Linked DNA regions of Mus musculus: regions 2, 3 and 4 are each linked to region 1. Evidence: chromatin contacts called from public HiChIP or PLAC-seq data. All regions are on one chromosome and are shown on one strand. Each heading gives the region's core, a stretch centred on a gene start, on an enhancer-like site or on the middle of the called end of the contact. The rest is flanking DNA. Distances are from core to core; before and after follow the strand shown.

The links. HiChIP or PLAC-seq counts read pairs in DNA pulled down with a chosen protein or histone mark.
Region 2: a CTCF HiChIP or PLAC-seq map of the NIH/3T3 cell line shows a contact between it and region 1, with 10 read pairs. The contact joins two enhancer-like sites. A contact is called at or near these places in 1 of 15 datasets of contacts at CTCF or cohesin (the NIH/3T3 cell line) and 1 of 115 datasets of contacts at active chromatin or transcription factors (the NIH/3T3 cell line).
Region 3: a contact with region 1 is called in a CTCF HiChIP or PLAC-seq map of the NIH/3T3 cell line, with 8 read pairs. The contact joins two enhancer-like sites. A contact is called at or near these places in 1 of 39 promoter capture datasets (the SN4741 cell line), 1 of 15 datasets of contacts at CTCF or cohesin (the NIH/3T3 cell line) and 3 of 115 datasets of contacts at active chromatin or transcription factors (the NIH/3T3 cell line, bone marrow-derived macrophages and pancreatic cancer cells).
Region 4: a contact with region 1 is called in a CTCF HiChIP or PLAC-seq map of the NIH/3T3 cell line, with 13 read pairs. The contact joins two enhancer-like sites. A contact is called at or near these places in 1 of 15 datasets of contacts at CTCF or cohesin (the NIH/3T3 cell line) and 1 of 115 datasets of contacts at active chromatin or transcription factors (pancreatic cancer cells).

What each region holds. Positions count from the first base shown.
Region 1 is chr2:113,448,558-113,451,539 of GRCm38.p6, reverse strand. The region is part of intron 4 of Fmn1 (formin 1); the gene reads right to left. Among named protein-coding and RNA genes, the nearest start is that of Gm13963, 58 kb to the right of the region's middle. Within about 2 kb of position 1,504, at least 94 of the 459 cell types and tissues checked have an H3K27ac peak or open chromatin away from gene starts, as enhancers often do. A contact at or near this core is called in the NIH/3T3 cell line, bone marrow-derived macrophages and pancreatic cancer cells, where this site is marked.
Region 2 is chr2:113,688,255-113,691,236 of GRCm38.p6, reverse strand. All of the region lies in intron 17 of Fmn1 (formin 1), which reads right to left. It overlaps 4930533B01Rik (RIKEN cDNA 4930533B01 gene), which reads left to right. Exons shown (of 6, transcript NR_040614.1): 6 at 1-184. Among named protein-coding and RNA genes, the nearest start is that of 4930533B01Rik, 19 kb to the left of the region's middle. Within about 2 kb of position 1,471, at least 30 of the 459 cell types and tissues checked have an H3K27ac peak or open chromatin away from gene starts, as enhancers often do. A contact at or near this core is called in the NIH/3T3 cell line, where this site is marked.
Region 3 is chr2:113,639,176-113,642,157 of GRCm38.p6, reverse strand. All of the region lies in intron 16 of Fmn1 (formin 1), which reads right to left. Among named protein-coding and RNA genes, the nearest start is that of 4930533B01Rik, 68 kb to the left of the region's middle. Within about 2 kb of position 1,522, at least 27 of the 459 cell types and tissues checked have an H3K27ac peak or open chromatin away from gene starts, as enhancers often do. A contact at or near this core is called in the NIH/3T3 cell line, bone marrow-derived macrophages and pancreatic cancer cells, where this site is marked.
Region 4 is chr2:113,584,869-113,587,850 of GRCm38.p6, reverse strand. All of the region lies in intron 10 of Fmn1 (formin 1), which reads right to left. Among named protein-coding and RNA genes, the nearest start is that of 4930533B01Rik, 120 kb to the left of the region's middle. Within about 2 kb of position 1,535, at least 27 of the 459 cell types and tissues checked have an H3K27ac peak or open chromatin away from gene starts, as enhancers often do. A contact at or near this core is called in the NIH/3T3 cell line, where this site is marked.

The sequences.
Region 1 (2,982 bases), core at 255-2,754:
AGTGAGTTCCAGGACAGCCAGGGCTACACAGAGAAACACTATCTCAGAAAAACAAAAAAATAAACAAACAAAAAAAGATATACAGAGAGCACTATTTGCCATCATAAACAGTTTCCAGTGCATAGGACAGTGTCATGGACACTGCTGCATCTTTGGAGACACCATTAAACAAACCATAAGCTCTTGATTTTGCTTGACTGGCTGGTCAGTGAGCCTTCAGGATCCACTGGCTCTGCCTCACCAGCACTGGGATTACACGCATCACCCTGCCTGGCCTCTGTTGGTATGTACAGGAGATTGTTCTGACCCATACACACGCCCTTTATGCTTGCACCTTCATGACCTCAGAGCCACATCACCGGTCCTAAAAAACTCACTATCAAGTGTATATACAAGAATTTATGTGTATAAGAATCTAGAGGAAAAAGCAAATTGAGGTGACTGGCACAATGTCTGGGTGAGTATAGCAATAGCTACAATAAGTGAAAATAAATAAGTATTCTGGAAAGAGATAGAAATATGGAATGAATTTGAATATGTGGTGTGAACTGGCACTTTTGCAAGAATGTAGCACTTACTAAATGGGACTGGGCAGATGGGTATCAGTTTGAGAAAAACAAAATTTATATGTTATTACTGATGTTTGTTAATATAAATTCATTTTATTTGGAAATAAAATCTAAACTCAATCAGGGCAGGAACCTGGAGGCAGGAGCTGATCCACAGGCCATGGGGGGTGGGGGGGCTATTTACTGGCTTGTCATCCTTGACTTGCTCAGCCTGCCTTCTTATAGAACCTGGCACTACCAACCCAGGGATGGCACCACCCACAATGAGCTGGACCCTCCCCCATAAATTACTAACTAAGAAAATGCCTTATAGCAGGACTTATGGGGGTATTTTCTTAACTGAGGTTCCCTTCTTTAAGATAACTCTAGTTTGTGTGTCAAGTTGGCATATGATTAGCCAGAACAGCAAATAACTACATAAATGCATAAACAAAAGCTATGACTTAAACTCTTTGAACACAGTATTTGAGTCTGCACTTGGGATTTCCTTGTTAAATGTCAAGCTTTAGCTGAAACTGAGTTTGGGGAAGTTGATTTTCCCACCAGGGTTCCAAGCGTTACAAGAAGTGGAAGCTTAGCACTTTTTCACCTCCAGCTTCCCAGTCTGCCCCTCTTTTCTGCATGTACCCACAAAATGCAAGGCTGTCCTGGTCTCTAGTTTGGACATCTCTAAATCATGTGCTATCAAAATCACTTCATGCAAGTGACCTAAATGGCCATAGAACACACAACAAGCAAATCCACTGCCTAGGCAGCTAAAGAGGACTTGGGACAAGTCATCTAGACACATGACTTCAAGGCAATATCCACCTAGGCGTAACACACTCTGTTAGCCATGGATGGGGAAATTAAAACTCAGACGACAGTGAGCCAATAATTCCATGATATTTTTAGCTCTCCCTGGCTGATGAAGCAAGGCTGTCTGACTCACTAGGAAGAGCTCTCTCACTTAAGGCAAATGAGAAGCAAACCAGAGGGTAGGCAGATCCTCAGTCCTGTGAGGGTTGAGCTGATCCACAGATCTCTCGATAAGAAATATTTCCAAGTTGTTCTGAGCTTGGTACCTCCAAGCTTCTGGCAGTGAAAGTCCTAGGAGAGGCCACCTATGCGGGTGGTTTGCTCATAACTTCAACAGCCTGTGCTGAGTTCTCTTTTCCACAAAAGCCATGACCCCCCTAACACTGAGAGGACAGAATTTAGGGCTTGCCAAGCCTAGCTCGGGTGTGTTGCCAGTGGAGAACAAGGTTTCTTAGATGCACAGAGGAAGAGAAACCAAAGGTGCCCAGTTCATATAAGACCACACGAGAGCTTTCGCTCTTCATGACTCCTCCCTCCGACGGGCAATTAATTAAGAGACTAATTCAACAAGAGGTGCCATTTTTAATTCCACAAGCTTTGACTTCACTTTCTCTCGGGATTTTGAGTTTCACCATAATAATATATTGAGAAATGCCACCAGTCACAGAACATAGTAGCAGAAGAGAAGCGAGTGTCAAGAACTGAGAGAGGTTCCTCATCTGAACCTGGGGGCACAAACAGATGCCTGGTCATCAGGCACACCACGCAATGATGATGGCAGCATGCTTTTTCAGTAGCTTTTGGTTCTCATTACATGGTTTTATTGACTTTTTGAGATTTGTTTCTTTTTATATTACATAGATGGGTGTTTTGTCTGTGTGCAGCATGTGCAAGCAGTGACCTCAAAGGCCAGAAGAGGGTGTCAGATACTCTATATAATTAGAGTTACCTACTGTTGTCAATTTCCATCTGGGTGCTAGGAATCAAACCCCGCTCCTCTGGAAGACCATTTCTGTGTTCTGAGTCACTTCTCCAGACTCCATGACTAGGGTTTTAAAAATTCTCAAAATACTTAGAGTCACTAAGCAAAGGCTCAGTCAGAGAAGGCTCCTGAGTATTCAGTGCATCCAAACGTGACCCGAACTGGGACAAACTCTAGACTTGGCTAGGAACTGTATCAAACTCATGAAGCTTTAGGCATGAGATGGTTAGAAACATTCTAGAAACAGAAAACTAGTTCAAGAAACAAATCCAACCAAGCATTTATTATTAAATAATGTGTCTGGAGATATATTTAGATAAAATGCAAGGCGTGTGTGTGTGTGTGTGTGTGTGTGTGTGTGTGTGTATGAAAATTTTTCTAAAAATCTTAAAATGCCCTGGATAAAGTTTTCTATAATATGTGCAAACACAGTCCGGCGTGGTGGCACACGCCTTTAATCCCAGCACTCGGGAGGCAGAGGCAGGCAGATTTCTGAGTTCGAGGCCAGCCTGGTCTACAAAGTGAGTTCCAGGACAGCCAGGGCTATACAGAGAAACCCTGTCTCGAAAAACAAAAAACAAAACAAGACAAAAAAATAGTGCAAGAATTTTCATGCCCATCTCACACTAACAA
Region 2 (2,982 bases), core at 222-2,721, 240 kb before region 1:
CCCCTTCAGTTGTTTATGGGCACTGACACAGGCACCTCCCACACAGAACACTCACTTCCTCCCATCCTCCTTTAGACTCATGTGTCACACATGAGCATGGGTCACCCCAGGAGGGCACACCATCATTTTCCCCCTTCTTTCTTTCTGTCCACTTTCTACACAGAAATGGGCTTGTATGTACACTGACACAGGAGAAAGTATTTCACTTTGTATCCAGAGGACTCATTATCTTCCTATCTCATAGCAGGGTGTAGTGTTGAGCATACATGACTAATCGCCAGGATTCCTCCATCGCCTGAACACCACCTCTGTATTATCTGGAACCCACATTTGGACACACTAGAAAAACCGGTGCAGTCTCAGAAGCAACAGTGTTGCTGACATTTAACACAAATATGTCAGTGGCCTGGGGATTTCTCTTTCCAAAACTTTGTCTTCTTAGCCTCTTGCTCTGTGTGTGTGTGTGTGTGTGTGTGTGTGTGTGTGTGTGTGTGTGTGTGTGTGTTTTCAAGGGGTTGGATTTGGGAGGCCTTGCTCACCTCTGTCAGAAGAGCTGAAAATTAAAAGACATGCTGGATTTCAGCATGTTTCCCCTAAGTGTTTTGGGAACCCGGACAGCAAGTGACTGTTCAGAAGAAGCAAGTACAATCCAGGGTCTGCTTTGATGATGGCACAGCAATGCTGACAGACAGAGCCACTCTGAGGAGGTGCCTGCCTCATTTGACCCCAGTGATTCCTTTCTATTGAAGACAAAGCTCAGCACTGCACTATGAACCTACCATGTCTGATAATGTCCAGACTACTGCCCTCTCCAGCCAAAATGTTCTTCACAAAACTTCAGTTTTGGTTTACACAACAGTGCACCGAAAACTTGAAATTTGGACAAGAAAAAAAAATCACTGATATTTAATTGCCAGGGGGACTCTTCTCCAACAGACAGCAGACAAAGGATGCTGCGTGCTTCTTGAAATGTCCAATTCTCAGAACATAACTCCCAAATAGCATTCAACTTTTTAAAAAAGATTAATTTCTAATCATATGTTTTGTTTTATACCAACTTATTTCATCTCACTTTAAAGTGGTCTCCAACTCTACTCCATTACATTTCCTCGTCTGATCTACATCCTTTTAATTTGGCCAAACATTTTTTTTTTTTTTTTTTTAAGGACAGATGATGAAGTGCCCAGAGCCAAAAAACAAAGTGCTCTCTATACTTGACGTGGAGATGCTGGAGTGGAACACTTCCCCTCACTGTTCATTCTCTCATGTGTGCCTTCAGAAACTGCTTAGGGAAAGCAAATAGCCCTTAGCCTCAGAGTAAATTGTTTCTCTTGAGAATCAAACATAGGAATTTACCAAGTCTCACACGAATATTGCAACACTAACCACAACCTCCTTAAAGAGTGCAAGCCAACAACCGTGGTTTCTACATTAAAGATGAGATCTGACATATTTCAAGGATGACCTGAAAGCTAGACTACCTTCACCACAAAGCCACGGAAAATGCTGACAACCCAAAGTTATGACTCCCTTAGCATGTCTAATGCACAGCAGCAGCCTGGGCCTCGCCAATGTGAGCCCCTTGCCCTTCAGCAAAAAGTCTTGAAAAGGGATTAGGAGCTTGACATGCACCCCGGAAGCCGAACTGCCGCTTGGCCTGATACCAGCCTGCCCTTGTTGATGGTCTCTTCTCTGAGTGCTGAGTGTCTCTGACACTAATTTTACACACCAAGGAAAGAAAGTGTAATGTGGGGGTGAGTCCAATTGAGGGGAGCCAAAATCTGGAAGCACAAGCATGTAATTGTCTGAGTTTTAGACAATTATCATGATAGGATGCTGCTCATGACTGGAGAACATGTCTGCACTTAGGAAACTACAGGACTGGCCCTTCATCTTGCTTTCATCGGTATCTTAATTTTGTTGGCAGATTCGGGCAGGAAGCAGGACTAAGCGCTGGCACCTGTCTCTGGGTTATTAGAACTCTCCAGAATTGCAGCAAGAGCGAAAGAAAATGGCGCATTCCTCGTTGAGGCATTCTTACTTATGTCCATCACTGCGAAGTTCTTCTCAGCTATTTTGTAAAGCCTATTTTTCCCCCCTTAGACGCTATTTCCAAGCCCAGTTCCTGCATTTAATTACTGGGAACTTTTAGAATATTTTACCATCACATGTATCCCAGTCTTCTCCTCTGAAGGACAATGCCCCCTTCCACTTCCTTCTAGAAGGGAGGTACATCCAAGGAACTGGCACAGTGAACTAAGAACCTTCCCTTCAGGGATTCAAACAGATGGACAGAGGAAGTGACAGACTCTGGTGTCTACTGAGAGAAGCCGGGGTCAGGAAGAGGGGCTAGGCTCAAAGGAGGAACTCTAGGCTCTCTTCTGACTTCTGGTTGGAGTGTCTGTATGCAGAACGTAGTCCCTTTCTCCTTCTGTCCCTTGTCTATGAAAGCCTCTAGGATCTGAGCAAAGAAACTGAAATAACCTTCCTAGCTATTTATGCAACTGGCCTAACCTAGTTACAATGTTGAAAGAAAGCAACTCTCTTCCTAACGTCCGTGAGCCCGTTTAGGAGCAGAGTTGGCAGGAGAGGCAAGCGGATGGAACAGGATCATGGTATATATGATGGCAAGGTGGGGGGGGGGGGGTCTCCTATGGCTCACAGTTCACAGAGGTCTCAACGGACAGGGCCAAAGCACTGGCTGCTCAAACACAACGCAAGTGAGCTAAGTTAGTCATAAAAGTCCAAATGCTACAGGGCTCCATAAGGAGGTAGGAAGTGCAGGAGTGGCTGTCCAGGCCTTGTGGGGGAAAGGGTATAGGAGAGGAGCTGTGTGTGTGTGTAGGGGGGAGTGGGAGTGGGGTGACGGTGATCGGAAATAAATAATACATAAGTGGGGTGGGGGTGGGGGTGAACCTCTGAGTATGCTACTTACTCCTGAGAGTGTGACTGTGGACAGTTTCAGATAGAGTTCTGGAGACT
Region 3 (2,982 bases), core at 273-2,772, 190 kb before region 1:
CCAAAGGCTCAAGACACATAACACAGTTTTGCTGTCTGATGACACCTGAAGCCAGCCTTCTTGAGTTGTATAGAGACTCAGCAGTACACACCCTGGCCCATGATTGACATACATTGGTCCAGTCCCTCTCTTTTCCTCCACGTGCTGAGTTAAGATTCCTTTCTTTCAGAGGCCACACTCCAGGTCACACGTTTTTTTCTCACAACCACGGAATATGGTGAATCAGTTTTACTTCCATGGTCTTGAGGTCGCAATGACAAGGCTGACAGTAGTTTGCTGTTGTTCTATTTTGAGGTTCAGTTACGGCCCTTGTCAATGTTATTTGACTTAAAGATTATTACAAAATAATTTAGATGTATATATCCAACAAAGAGATTTTTATAGGGAAGACGTCTAACCAGCGCTGAGAATTATAGGCTGAAAATATCTCTTGCTAGATTCTACCAGGATTCTCTGATTCTGAAAGGATTTAAACAAGAAAGCCACAGAGGGAAAATACATACCCTCTAGGGACTTCACCCAGTTCCAGGCTTTTGTTCACAAATCAATAGACAGTGATAACTATGTATCTTAGGTCAGGCTGAGGCTGTGTTACAGGCTCAGAGAAAGTACAAAGCAAATAGGGTCCGACAGCCATAGTCTCAGCTGTTGTGGGATATTTACCCATTTGTGTATTGGAACTGCCTGCGTTCAGTGTGAGGAATCAGACTTACGGCTTTTTGTTTAACTTGGTAAAATTTTGTTAAACTTGGTAAAATTATTGGGGTTTTTGTATTATTTAGTAGTAGTAGTAGTAGCAACAGCAGCAGCAGTATTTTTCAGAAAAGTTTCTTGACACTAAAAAAAAAAAAAAAAAAAAAAAAAAAAACTTATCTGGCCAAATAACCACACAGGAAACAGAGCTAGAGTTATTCATTCAGAGTCAGGTTGAAATTTATCACCATCCACGGGTAACTGAATGTGAGATAAGACCAATCGTGGGAGGTGCTGGAATTAGGGCCAGTTTTAGTTACAGCCTTCCCTGCCGAAGCTATAAATACAAATGGCCAATTTAACAGCAAGGAAAGACCACCTATAAGATCTAGACCTAGGATCTAATCAGTTGCTTTGTGGCTTCTTTCAATTATAGGATCCCTGCTATGTTTATGGGGACTTTTAATGTGAGCATCATGGTTTCGAAGGCCATATCGTTATTGGTCATGTTTGATCTGAGGGTGGGAAAGTGGGAGCTCAAACAAGACACACAAATGGCTGCACAGGATTGCTTAGACCTGCACTGTAAATTGGCATCCACAAGAGCCTACTGTGGAAGAGGAGGGGAAAGTTTAGACGCCACAGGGATCGAAACCCAGAAAAGTACCATTAAAAGTTCTTTGTGTTTAGCTCAGGAAATGAAAGTTAGTTGAGAATAAGTACTGTGGCTTTGTCAACATTATTTAAGAGTGTTCTGAGAAAGGAAGGATGGTCAAGACAAACACATCATCTCATTCCAGTGTGGCAACAGGATGTGATTTACAAATGGAAAATTACAAGAGCTGAATTGCTGCTTATATACAAATAATTCTAATCATGAATCAACTGAGTCACAATGCATGTGACTTCTCAGGCTTAAAAAAAAAAAAAAAAACCCAAAACATCCAAACCCTAATTGCTTAGTATTTTCTGAGTGAGAAGACCCCTAACAAAAAACTAGCTTTCCTGCTCAACACCCCACACAGGCTCCATGTCACAGCATGCTTTCTCAGCTTCCAATACGACCTTACACTCAGCTGCTCTGAGGAATCTTTTTATTCTACATCTTGCCTTTGGACTGACACATTCACCCACATGTCTTAAACTGCCATCTTCTCGGAACTGTTTGCACCACAGGTAGCTAAGGGTAACTTGTAAACTTCTTAAAACATAAAGAGAATTTTTTTTTATTTCCTTTGCAGCTTGGTCACAGGTCTCTTGAGTATAAATGCTTTAGATGCTATAGCACCATTGTTGCAGCATCACGAAGCTCTCTCGCACAAGCATGGCATCTCTGCCGGTGTGTCACACATGCACATCAAAGGTGTCATATCCAAAGTTTATGTCACTGCCTTCCTTCCACCGCCACTGCTTTTACTCGGGTTCTTTTTGAGCCTTTTGTTCCTTCAATTAACTTCATATCATTGGTAATTATGATACATTTCTTAAGAACAAAAGAAAGAGCGGGCCCCTAACATTCCTTCACCAAACAAGACACCCAGCCCAGCCTGCACCTGCCATTCCTGGACACATATACAGCTTTCACTATTGTCTGTTGTCTATAACATGAATCAGGTTCTTCATCAAGCCCCGTGGCGATACTTTTCTCCTTACAAGTCTTGCATTTTTCACATAAAGCCTACGGTCTGGCCACACCTAGTCTTATGCATTCCCCAGACAATGCACATCTACTATTGTTACAGGTTTGCAGTGTTCCCTCTGCCTGGAATGCATTTCCTAACCTGTCTGAGAAGGATTCCTCTCGCCCAAGTTTACCGTCATACTGGGCCTATTACATATCATGTCAACTCCAGGACTGATAGAGAGTTCACATCTCAGTATTGCTGATATCCAGGTATATTTTATGAGCTCCATCTACATCAAGGCTGGGCTAGCAGTAGTATTTTCCTTAGGAGTACAAGTAATAGTGGTACTGTTTATGAAAATGTGGAATCAGATAAATGTTATACTTAAATTGCATGAAAATCACCATAAAATGTGATTATCCAAGGTCAATAACACATATTTGTGGTGGGCAGAGAATTTTACGTTTCCTATTAGTCAGAGAAACAGCTACGCTTTAAAAAAATGTAGTACTGTCTTCTGCCCATGTTCACTTCGTGCTGCGCTGCCTAACACAGCCCACGGACAATGGAGTCCACAGTTAACAGAGCCAAGTGACCTTGAATTACACTTCTGAAACTCTGACCCAAAGTAAGTCTTTTCTATTTTTCAAAGGAACGACTCTTT
Region 4 (2,982 bases), core at 286-2,785, 140 kb before region 1:
CTGGGAACAGGATTTAGCTTAAACAGGGCTCCTTTTGATACCGCAAAAACCAAACTCAAGATGATTACTGAAGTGTGTGAAAGATGTGATCAGAAATGATAGGCTCGGGGGATCGATGTTGGCTGTGGTCACTGAGCACCCATGATGCTGTGCATGACATACCTGAGGACCAGAAAGGTGAGCAGGACAGGCTGCATGATGTATGGAAGGAAGTTTGTGAAAGTAAATGGAGTTGTGTATTCAGAAATGTACTCCCCCCCCCCACCCAAGCAAATGGAGGATTTTAGACAGAAAAGTAATTATTTTTACATTTTTATTTCACACAAATCACCATAGTAGTGGCTTGGTTATCTGGAAACATTAGCAGATTTCAGGCTGGGAGAACTGGGAGTCACTGCTGTGACCTTTCGAGGGGGCGGTAAGAGGGTCTGTGGGGATGGATGAGAGGGATGTGAAGGCAGGAAGACCCTGAGTGGATGATCCCTCCCTTATGATGCTGGAGGAGGCCAAGATGAGTTGTGGGGTTTGGGCGTGAGAACATTTTGAAAATTTTAAACATATATATATATATATATATATATATATATATATATATATATATTAGAAAAGAAAACACATGATTTTATGCAACTTTTAGCACAAATGTAAGTAGGCAAAGGCCTCGAGAAAAGGCAACATATCTCTTTTCTCATTTGTCTGGCAAAGTAGCAAAAGGAAATCCCATTGCAAAGGCTACACAAACCCAGTGTCTGATAAGCATCCACCTCTTGCCCCCTTGTGCTTTATGTTCTACTCATAAGTGATGGGATAATAAGACCCCCAGATACAGTCTATTGACGACTAGGCCTTCGCATTTACAAACATTCATGGATTAATTTCCCTTTGGGCTACTCTTTAATTACATTCCAGATTCTATAACAGAAAGGGTAGAGGGAACAGGAATGAGAGAGTTTTCCTTCCTTATTTTGTATGGCTTATTTTCCCTGGAAGGACTACAGCTCAGCTTGTAAGCACAAGAGAAGGCCTGTGGCTCACTTTGTATGGCTTTTTACAGCCGCAATGGCAACTCAGCTGACAGGGATGGTGATACTGTGTGATCCAGGCTTTGAAAAGAAACCAATCTGGTCCCAAACGATGGGTAGTATGATCAATGGCGTGTGTTCCACAGGGGTCACAGCCACTTCACAATGTAGCCAGTACTCTAGGGAACAAACCAGTATAGCTATGGGCCCCTGTCAATGAGCCTAAGATGATGCGCATACTCTCCTCACTGTAGACCATACAAGGCCAGCCCCTTTTGGCCTTGTCAGTCAACAGGCTGCCTCCATCCCTCCTCACCAGCATCTCAAGGCAGGATATGAAGGGGTATCCCTGGAGGGAGTGGCTCTCAGACAGCCAGGTCCCAGGCAGATGACACCTCTGTGAGAAATGGCTTTCTAAATCTGGCACTGGGGTGTAAGAGAGTTGATGAGGTGAGTGATGAGCCCAGCCGCTCAGAGCTGTGATTTATAGGACTGGGCACTGCAGGGCTCTTAAGAAACTGAAATGCTAAACTCCATGATTCATATTTTCCAGTATGTAAAACATGCTTATAGTCCACTCACTGGGAGTCAGTGGCAAATAAATCGTCAGAAAGCCAGACTCTGGCACAGATCAGACAAAAGCTGCCTTCAGAGAGGTGGAGAGCAAAGGTGAAGTGTACGTGGGTCTGGAGACCTCTACCTCTCTCCATGCTAGTCCCGAGAGCCCAGTCTGCCAACTGAGCCCAGTCTGCCACATGACAGGCATCTTTGCCTTCAGTAATAGCTGTGAGTGTTCATGGCATCAGCACAATGGCCCTCCGAACTTTCAAAATGCTTATCTAGCTAGACCATCACTGTGGGGGGAAAGGGAATAATAAGTAGTACACTAATTAGTTACCACTATTATTCTATGTCCTGGCAATTAGTGCTGAGAAACTATGTTGGGAGGTTGTACCACAAAAGGCAGAGGAATGCCTTTCTTGGAGACACACAATGTTCATTTCACATCAGTGGTTCATTGTACCAGACCCGCTCAGCTTCTGGAAGGTTTTACTGAGTGGGTTGAGTGTGGATCAATTAGAGCTCACAGACCAAACTCAACCTGCTATTTGTACTTGTGTGACTCATGGTTTTCACACTTTAAATGGCTGTTAAAAAAAAAGTGTAGAATATTTTTGTCATGTGAAATTCAAATCTTATTAGAATTCAAATTCTAAATAAAATGTATTGGGGAATAATAAAGCTATGCCCCTTTGCTTATATATTATTATCTGTGGTTGATTTTGAACCATGATGGTCCAGTGGCCAACTTGAGGAGCCATGCCTGATCCTTTGACCCACAAAGTAGAAAATAGTATCTGGTCTTTTACAAGGAAAAGTTGTCCACTTCAGGCTTACCATTTCATCCCACAATCTGGCATAACTAACCCTACCTAAATGTTTGCTACACCCTATCATCTCCAGACACCACCAGGGACCATGTCAGTGTCTTCATATCTCATTATTAGTCAACTTCTCCTTTGACGATTAGTGATGTAACAGGAGTGAGTTCACAGTAAGTAAATATGGCTTCTGGCTGAGCAGCACCAGCTCGGGTGGAGGCTGGTGATACTGATGGCTAAGGGCAATGAGACAAACTTGCAGTGGAATCCCATCAGAATCAATCTAAACATAGTCTCAGGCTGTGAGGACCAAGGGACAAGGGTCCATGTGAGAAGATACCACCGCAAGGTCCATAAGCTTTCATCGAGGCTTGGCAGTGTTGGGCAAACTTAGGATCTCTAACAAACTACCTCACCAGTCAGTCAGAAATATATTCTTCTGGGCCTGGATGTCTATGAGAACTGAGGTAACAAACATTAGGAATAGAGTATAAGACAGAACCTTGGGTGCCTGTAGGGGTAGCCTGTTAACATTCTATCTATTTTCTGTTTCCTCTTTGCTTCCTGTAGTCGCCTCT